3 separate regions of the Sus scrofa genome follow, and regions 1 and 2 are each linked to region 3. Evidence: chromatin contacts called from public HiChIP or PLAC-seq data. All regions are on one chromosome and are shown on one strand. Each heading gives the region's core, a stretch centred on a gene start, on an enhancer-like site or on the middle of the called end of the contact. The rest is flanking DNA. Distances are from core to core; before and after follow the strand shown.

The links. HiChIP or PLAC-seq counts read pairs in DNA pulled down with a chosen protein or histone mark.
Region 1: a contact with region 3 is called in an H3K27ac HiChIP or PLAC-seq map of alveolar macrophages. The contact joins two enhancer-like sites. A contact is called at or near these places in 1 of 47 Hi-C or Micro-C datasets (embryonic fibroblasts) and 1 of 2 datasets of contacts at active chromatin or transcription factors (alveolar macrophages).
Region 2: a contact with region 3 is called in an H3K27ac HiChIP or PLAC-seq map of alveolar macrophages. The contact joins two enhancer-like sites. A contact is called at or near these places in 2 of 5 promoter capture datasets (fetal skeletal muscle and liver), 3 of 47 Hi-C or Micro-C datasets (brain, omental adipose tissue and subcutaneous adipose tissue) and 1 of 2 datasets of contacts at active chromatin or transcription factors (alveolar macrophages).

Annotation. Positions count from the first base shown.
Region 1 is chr10:14,475,378-14,478,077 of Sscrofa11.1, forward strand. No RefSeq gene overlaps it. Among named protein-coding and RNA genes, the nearest start is that of ITPKB, 7.1 kb to the left of the region's middle. Within about 2 kb of position 1,429, at least 1 of the 83 cell types and tissues checked has an H3K27ac peak or open chromatin away from gene starts, as enhancers often do. A contact at or near this core is called in alveolar macrophages, where this site is marked.
Region 2 is chr10:14,356,992-14,359,691 of Sscrofa11.1, forward strand. No RefSeq gene overlaps it. Among named protein-coding and RNA genes, the nearest start is that of STUM, 63 kb to the left of the region's middle. Within about 2 kb of position 1,385, at least 26 of the 83 cell types and tissues checked have an H3K27ac peak or open chromatin away from gene starts, as enhancers often do. A contact at or near this core is called in alveolar macrophages, where this site is marked.
Region 3 is chr10:15,032,010-15,034,709 of Sscrofa11.1, forward strand. No RefSeq gene overlaps it. Among named protein-coding and RNA genes, the nearest start is that of AHCTF1, 8.8 kb to the right of the region's middle. Within about 2 kb of position 1,307, at least 9 of the 83 cell types and tissues checked have an H3K27ac peak or open chromatin away from gene starts, as enhancers often do. A contact at or near this core is called in alveolar macrophages, where this site is marked.

The sequences.
Region 1 (2,700 bases), core at 179-2,678, 560 kb before region 3:
TCAATCCCTGGCCTTGCTCAGTGGGTTTGGGATCTGGCATTGCTGTGAGCTTCGGTGTAGGTCACAGATGCCGTTCGGATCCCGCTTTGCTGTGGCTGTGGCGAGGGCAGCAGCAGCAGCTCAGATTTGACCCCTAGGCCAGGAACTTCCATATGCCGCAGGTGTGGCCGTATGAAAAAGAAGAAGAGGAAGAAAGAGTTCGTCCTAATCCCCGACACCTGCCCATCCTAGTTGAAGACCTTCCTGGGCACAGCCCTTAGCATTGAGGCTTCCCCATGTTCTGACAGCTTATTCTTCATTTCTTCCATTCATTCATAAGTTACTAAACACCCTCACTACAACCTGTTGACATCTGCTCCCTTTGTCTCCTTCTCTTCGAAGCAGAGGATAAAGGTGCCCCACTTCCATTTGCACCTGCAGGGCCTAATGTAGAGAAGGTAATTAACTGATCCCTGTTTGTTGAATGCTCAGCGTCTCTACCTGAGGCAGGGGCAAGAAGGAGAAGGATTTTTCTCGCTTCTATTCCAAGGTGGTGCCAGAAAGGGAAAACCCGACTGACTGGAAATAATCCTGTGTAAGATGCTTACAGGTAAACCCTATTTACGTGTGGAGCAATTATCTAGCTTCAAATGGACTTTTCAACCGCTTGAGTAATAGATTTCTGCCCAGTTGGATGGGCTCTGTTGCAAATCTGATTCAGGCATGGACATGCAAAAGCTGTGGATCAGCCATGATCTAAGCCAGGGGGTTATATATATAAATATATATTTTTGTCATTGTCTGCAAACAACGATGAGCTGATAAGAGATAGATGGAAAAGATGTGCTCCTGCTTTTCATATCTAAATGTGAACTTAGCCAGCCCAAGCGCTCCAGTGGAAATACACTGTCAAGACAGCATTTCAATTTAAACCAAGTCCATTGCTATCAGTTCAAGATATTGGCTCTCTGGTGTTGCACCACATACACTCCTTCTCCAGGATCCCCTCCCGCTCACTGGGCCTGCGTGTGACAGAGGAGGCTGCTCTGATTCGAGAGCTTAAAGAGTGAAAGGGTGAGTGGGGGCAGCCTGTGCCTCCTTCTCTGAATAACTGGATTTGTGTGGTATCTTTGGACCCCCACCCCACCCCCAGCAAAAGGAGGTGGTAAGACATGGAGGACATGCAAGTGACGTGAAATTTACAAGACATTTTCTTAGCTGGTTGGGATATATTCTGCCTTGGTTTGAGTGGTCTCAATCAGCAAGTCCAAGATGGGTGGGAGAGGGCCTTTGAGTCAAACTGGTCCCACCATTTAATATTTTAGGAACAGGAAGGAAGTGTAACGTTTACCTACAGAGTCTTTAAGGTCAAAGTCTCAGAAAACATCCCCATGTAATGTTCGAATACAAAACAGACAGCAATCTCCAGCAGAAAGAGGAAGTTTTGAGGCCTCCCCTTTCTCCTGTCCCTCACAATGAAGGAACGGTATTGGCAATGTGAGATCATATCTCTAGTGCTCTCAAACCACCTCCATCCACACTCGAGGTATCTACAGAGCTTCCCCTGTATGCCTGCGAATGCAGCCTTGTTTAGCTCTGCTTTGACCTGTGGGTGCCTTGTTTCCACCTTGGGGATTATTACTAATGCCATTCATTCGCTCATCAAACCGTTCTCAAGTTTTCCAGGAGCGGAAGAGAAGGACAGGAAGAGGGATATGAAGAAGCCTAGGGAGTTCTGCAGAGAACGCACAGACCAGGAGGGGAGTCAAGCTTTGAAACAATGATAAATCGGTGCCAGGTGTGGTTGGTATCCCAGCATTGAAGGTACAAGGGGAGCACGGCGGCCAGCTGTGCAGCTGAGAATAATAATATCATTTTCGTAAGGTCGGAAGATGCATTAGATGATGTGGACAAAATACTTAAAAATAGAGACTGATCGGAGTTCTTATTGTGACTCAGCAGGTTAAGAACCCAGCTAGTGTCCATGAGGACGAGGGTCCAGCTCACAGCAACACCAGATCCCCAACCCACTGAGCAAGGCCAGGGATTGAATCTGTGTCCTCATGGATAGTAGTCAGATTTGTTTCTGCTGCGTCACAACAGGAACTTCTATTAGGCATTAGATTGTAAAGCTCAAAATGCACTTCCTCTAGAATCTTAGGGATTCTACCCCTGGTTATATTTCCTACAGCTACTATTGCAAATGCACTAGGAGACAAGCACAAGAATGTTCATAACAGCATTGCTCAGGATAGAAAAAAAACTGGAAACAATCTGTCAATTACCAAGAGAATGGGTTCATTGTAGTATATTCATAAAATTGAATACTTTTCCACGGTAATGATAAACCACAGCTCCACACACCAATGCGACCAAATCTTAAGAAACATACTGCCTATTTCATGTTATAAAAGCAATTGTGGGAGTTCCCCTCGTGGCTCAGTGGTTAACGAATCCAACGAGGAACCATGAGGTTGTGGGTTCGATCCCTGGCCTTGCTCAGTGGGTTAAGGATCCAGCGTTGCCGTGAGCTGTGGCATAGGTTGTAGACGCGGCTCAGATCCCGCATTGCTGTGGCTCTGGTGTAGGCCGGTGGCTACGGCTCCAATTCGACCCCTAGCCTGGGAACCGCCATATGCCACGGGAGCGGCCCAAGAAATAGCAAAAAGACCAAAAAACAAAAACAAAAACAAAAAAACAAAAGCAATTGTGTTAAGAGTT
Region 2 (2,700 bases), core at 135-2,634, 670 kb before region 3:
CAAATCACTTAACCTCTCTAAGGAGTAAAGCTAATCTACCGACCCTGGGTTGTGGCGAAGGAAAGGGCAGTGTTGGTTTGCAGGTGCCGAGCAAGGAGTCCAGGGACTTAATGCTAAAAAGGCCTGAACTCCCCGAAGGCTGTCAAGGATATGTTTGTGTTTTTTGTGGCCACACCCATGGCATTTAGAAGTTCCCCTGGCCAGGGACTGAACCCACGCCACAGCAATGGCAGTGACCCGAGCCACTGCCATGATGACACGGGATTCTTAACCTGCTGAGCCACCAGGGAAATCCAGGGCAGCGTTTTTAAAGACAGGATGTGGGAGGGCTTTGCAGGGGCGTGACTACCCTGTGGATGTTCTTCTGACTGGTTGGTGATGACGTAATCTGAAGTCAAGGTCATCACCCTAGAGTTAACTTCTCCCACCGGGTTGGGGTTTCAGTATCTGCAAAACAGCTCAAGAGATGTGGCTCAGAATATTATCTACAGCCCTTGAGGAGGAACCCAATGTCCTTGACTTTGTTTAATGGCTAAACTATTATTATTTTGTCTTGCTTGACTGTTTTTCTTTCTTTCTGCATTTTCTCACTTCTCTGATTAATTTTACTCTTTGGGACTCCGGGAAAGCCTAGGAGGCTACCGTTTTTCTCAAGAGGCAGGAGGAGGACAAGTATATAAGGGTGGCCTGTTCCGGGAAGACCTCATATGGTCCTGCTCAATTACATCAGTATCTCACCCAACTGTGCGTTGTGAGGATTAAGTCAGGTCCGGAGCGCACCACCTGAGCCCGCCCCCACCCCCACTCAGTGAACCCTCTGCAAATGGCTGTGCTGACTCGATCATTGCCATGGTCACTGCGTCCCTGCTAGTTAAAGATGTAGCTAGCTGGGAGAAGCCATGAAAGGAACGGAACTTTCTCTTCGCCAGGGCATTCCTGGGGGACCGGAGAGGAGGAGGGGTAGCTAATCTTTGGGGGCGGGGCCTTGTACCTGTAAATTCAAGGACTTCTCCCTCCATCCTCCTTTTCTTCGCGTGCATTGTAGTGTACACGACTGTCCAGCAGGGGGCACCCTCCCCCTGCCGCCGCCTCATTATTTCAGCCTTCTCTGCAGGCTGCGGGGTTGACTTCCCTCCAGCGCCTGTTCTCAGAAAGCATGACTATAATTGGGCATTTTTCCCCATTGAAATAAAACAGGGCCGCTGTCGACAGCAAGTTGTCTCAGCAAGTTGTCCACGATTTGCAGAAACTATTTTTCAAAATAACCCAAATCTATGTTGCCACAGACATTAGCTTTGCACAGTCACCCCGCCAGCCCCCACTCCAACTGCTTTACTCATTCACAAGCTTGGAAGGTACAGGCCCGGAAGGTGGGGTTGGACACGGTCTCTGATGCGAGTTAGCACAGGGGCTCTGCTACCAACTGGATGTGTGTGTGTGTGTCCGCCCCCCCACACACACTTTGTACGTTGAAATCGGAATGTGACTGTATTTGGAGACAGGCAGGGAGGACCTGATAAAGATGAGGTGAGGTCATGATGGTGGAGCCCTAATCAGATGGGACTGCTGCCCTTAGAAGAAGAGGAAGAGAAAGCAGGGCGGCTCCCCCGACACTTGCCCCCCCCCCCCCCACCCCCCGGCCAAGGCCAAGGGGGAACCCGGTGAGAAGACACCCTGAACTTCCAGCCCCCAGAACTGGGAGAAAATAAACATCTGCAGTTTAAACCACCCCATCTGTGGCTTCTTCTTTTTTTTTTTTAAACGAGACAAGCACCTATTCAGGAAAGCACTTTCTTTCTTAGATCATTATTATTGTTGGTGGTGTCATAGCCAACTCATTATTTTCTCGGTAAAACTAATACTTACAATGATGATGCCCACAGGTCTGCCCCTCCTGTGAAGTGTGAAAGCTGTCTTCTCACTCAGCACTTTCTACACCCCGCCTCGCTTCTCTGTTGCGTTTGTCCTCTCAGGCCTGCGCCGCTGCGCACCAAAGGCCAGATGCAGGCCACAGGTGCCACAAGCAAGAGAGAAAAATGAAGTGGAACCTCCTTGTAATTTTGATTTGTGTTTCTCGCAAAATTACTGATGTTGAGCTTCTTTTCATGTGCCTGTTGGCTCTCTGTAGGTCCTCCTTGTTGAAATGTCTATTTAAGTCTTCTGCCCATTTTTCAAATTTTTTTTCAATTTTTTTCTTTTTTTTTTTTTTTTTTTTTTGCAGTTGAGGTGTATGAGTTGCTTGTATTTTTTGGAGATTAAGCCCTCGTTGGTGGCATCATTTGCAACTAGTTCCTCCCATTCTGTAGGCTGCCTTTTTGGTTTTTTGATGGTTTCCTTTGCTGGGCAAAAGATTTTAAGTTTGATTAAGTCCCACTGGTTTGTTTTTGTTTTTATTTCTATTGCTTTGAGAGACTGACATAAGAAAACAGAACATTGTAAATCAACTATAATAAAAATTTTTTTTTGCTAAAGAATTAAAAAGAGAGAGAAACGACACACATGTTGTTTCCTAGTGTTGTCGAAAAATAGGACAGGTTCTCTGTTTTTCTGTGGAAAGGCATGTAAGCCAGCCTATGAATTGGCCCATGAACTTGGCTTTGCACAGCCTGCGGTGGGTGGGGTGGGGAGCGGTGGCCAGCCAGGGTGTTGGGTGCCTTGGTGCTCAGGGAGGAGGGAGAGGGCTGTGGGAGCTGCACTTCC
Region 3 (2,700 bases), core at 57-2,556:
ATGGACATGTTAAAAATGACAGATGACATGAAAACATTTAAATTCAAATAGATCCTTTACATTTGTAGCTACTTGTACAATTTTGGGTGGGCTAGAGATCTTTCTGGAACTACTGAGAACTGACTTGAATTAATAGACAGAAATAAAGACAAGAATATGTCCTGCATAGTCAAGCAGGTCTTGCATAGGCCTTTTCAGTCTGCATGGGAAAAAAATGTTCTCTGGGGCTTTTACATATATAACATGGGTAATAGTCTATGCTATTGTGCCTGTTTTTACTTTTACATATATGACAAATAGCATTAGAAAAGCAGCAAGCCACCATAAAAAAATCTATCTGGACATATAGATAGGTAGATATAAATATAGAGATATGTCTTTTACAAAACAGCAATTATAATATCTTGCTTGATACAGTAAAATGCATCTGGGTTACTGAGAATTTTAGGATGACATTTTCTAAATACATTAATGTTTCAGATACAACTATGGTTCCCTTTTTGCTAATATGTTTACACTTCTTTGTCTGAATTGAAAAGAGGAAGTATTACAATATGATTGCTTCCTTAAATAATGACATGGCAAAATGTCTGAAATGTGACAGGAAAAGCAAACTTAAACTTTTGTTCTGATGGAAGAAAGACTAAGATTATTGCAAATTGTTTTTTTTTTTTTACTGTAGTTTGGTTTGTTTCAAAGAGCACATTTGTGAAACATGTAATCTGTTACGTGGTCCCCCTTAGACAAGAGGGATGTCCTCAGTAATTCAAGTTCCGAAGATGCTCTTTAGGGCTTCTCTCTGTAACCAGGCATTCATTTTCAACATAAATGCTTCTTTCTGCAGAGAGACTGTGTCTGATTAACTGATAGCCAAGGAGTTGTGGGTTTTTTTGTTTTTTTTTGTTTTTGTCTTTTTAGGCTGACACGTGGAAGTTCCCAGGCTAGGTGTTGAATCAAGAGATGTAGCTGCCAGCCTACGCCACAGCCACAGGAACACAGGATCTGAGCCACGTCTGCGACCTACACCACAGCTCAAGGTAACACCGGATCATTTGACACACTGAGTGAAACCTGGGATCCAACCTGTGTTCTCATGGATCCTAGTCGGGTTCTTAACCTGCTGAGCCACAACGGGAACTCCTTGATGGCCTAGGAGATTAATGATAACTTAAAATGCATTTCAATTCTTCTCCCTCATTGAGTGACACTCAGTTTTCTAAATCAATAACAAGCACACTTTCCACATCAGAGCATTTCATTGTCTCCCTGCGTTACTATGGTTGCATAATGAGTCACCCCAAAGCATGGCACGATAATCATGCCTTAGATAGTGTATGCTTTCTCACGGTTTCTGTGGTCAAAAATTCAGATCAGGTACAGAATGAAGGTTGGTTTCTGATTCACAACATCTGGGGCATCAGCTGGAAAACTCAGAGGCTGGGGGCTGGAAACCTCTGAACGATCATTCGCTCACACGTTATGATGGCAGTTGATGCTTGCTCATTGCTGGGGACTGGCTGGGGACTGTCCCACACTGGACACCTCGGTGGGATGGGTTTCCTTACCACGTGATGGCCGAGTTGTAAGGGCAAGTATCCCAAGAAAGAGGAAGAAAGAAATGGAGGTTGCGTGGCCTTTGTATGACCTGGGCTTCAAAGTTACATGTTTAGTGACATTTTTCAAAGTCACATGATTTCTTGAGGCAATCACAGGTCCCTGTTCAGGTGCATAAGAAGGGAACAGAGGTTCCCCTCTCTCTGTGGGAGAAGTGAAAGTCTCCTTTAAGACAAGCATGTGGGATGGGATAAATATACAGGTAGAACCATCTTTGAAAGATACAATCTGGGAGTTCCTATTTTGGTTCAGCAGCAACAAACCTGGCCAGTATCCATGAAGGTGAGAGTTTGATCCCTGACCTCACTTAGTGGGTTATGATCCGGTGTTGCTGCAAGCTGCAGTGTAGGTCCAGATGTGGCTCTTCTTTGTGTATGTCTATAACTGAATCACTTGGTTGCACAGCAGAAATTATCACAACCTTGTAAATCAATTATATTTCAATGAAACTTAAAAATATGAAAAATGTATCGGCTTCTAATTAAAATTATACGTATGCATTTTATCATATAATATTTGCTATTTTTGACTTCTTCAGTTATTATTTTTCTAAATACTCAGCAAAACAAACAAACAAACAAACACACAAAAAAACCAGGAGTTCCCATCATGGCTCAGTGGAAATCTGAATCTGACCACCATCCATGAGGACGCAGGTTCAATCCCGGCTTTGCTCAGTGGGTTAAGGATCCATGGTTGCTGTGAGCTGTAGCCTAAGTCACAGATGCGTCTCGGATCCCGCATTCCTGTGGCTGTGGTGTAGACCAGCTGCTGTAGCTCTGATTCGACCCCTAGCCTGGAAAGCTCCACATGCTTTTTAGGTGCGGCCCTAAAAAGACAAAAAACAAACAAAAAACTCATATTAGAACATGGAGATGCTAAGACTTATGGAGGTTAGAGCTGGAAGAGGTCTTAGAGATTTAACCTAGATTCCCATTTTTACAGATGATGTCATCAGTGATCATTTTAGAGGAATTTGCATGAATTTTAAGGCTCTAGATACACATGGTTTTCTTCTGGAGAGGCCCAGTTCTGAAATCCTGCACGTTAGGGAAGACAATCAGAACCTTGTGTTATCCTGATCTT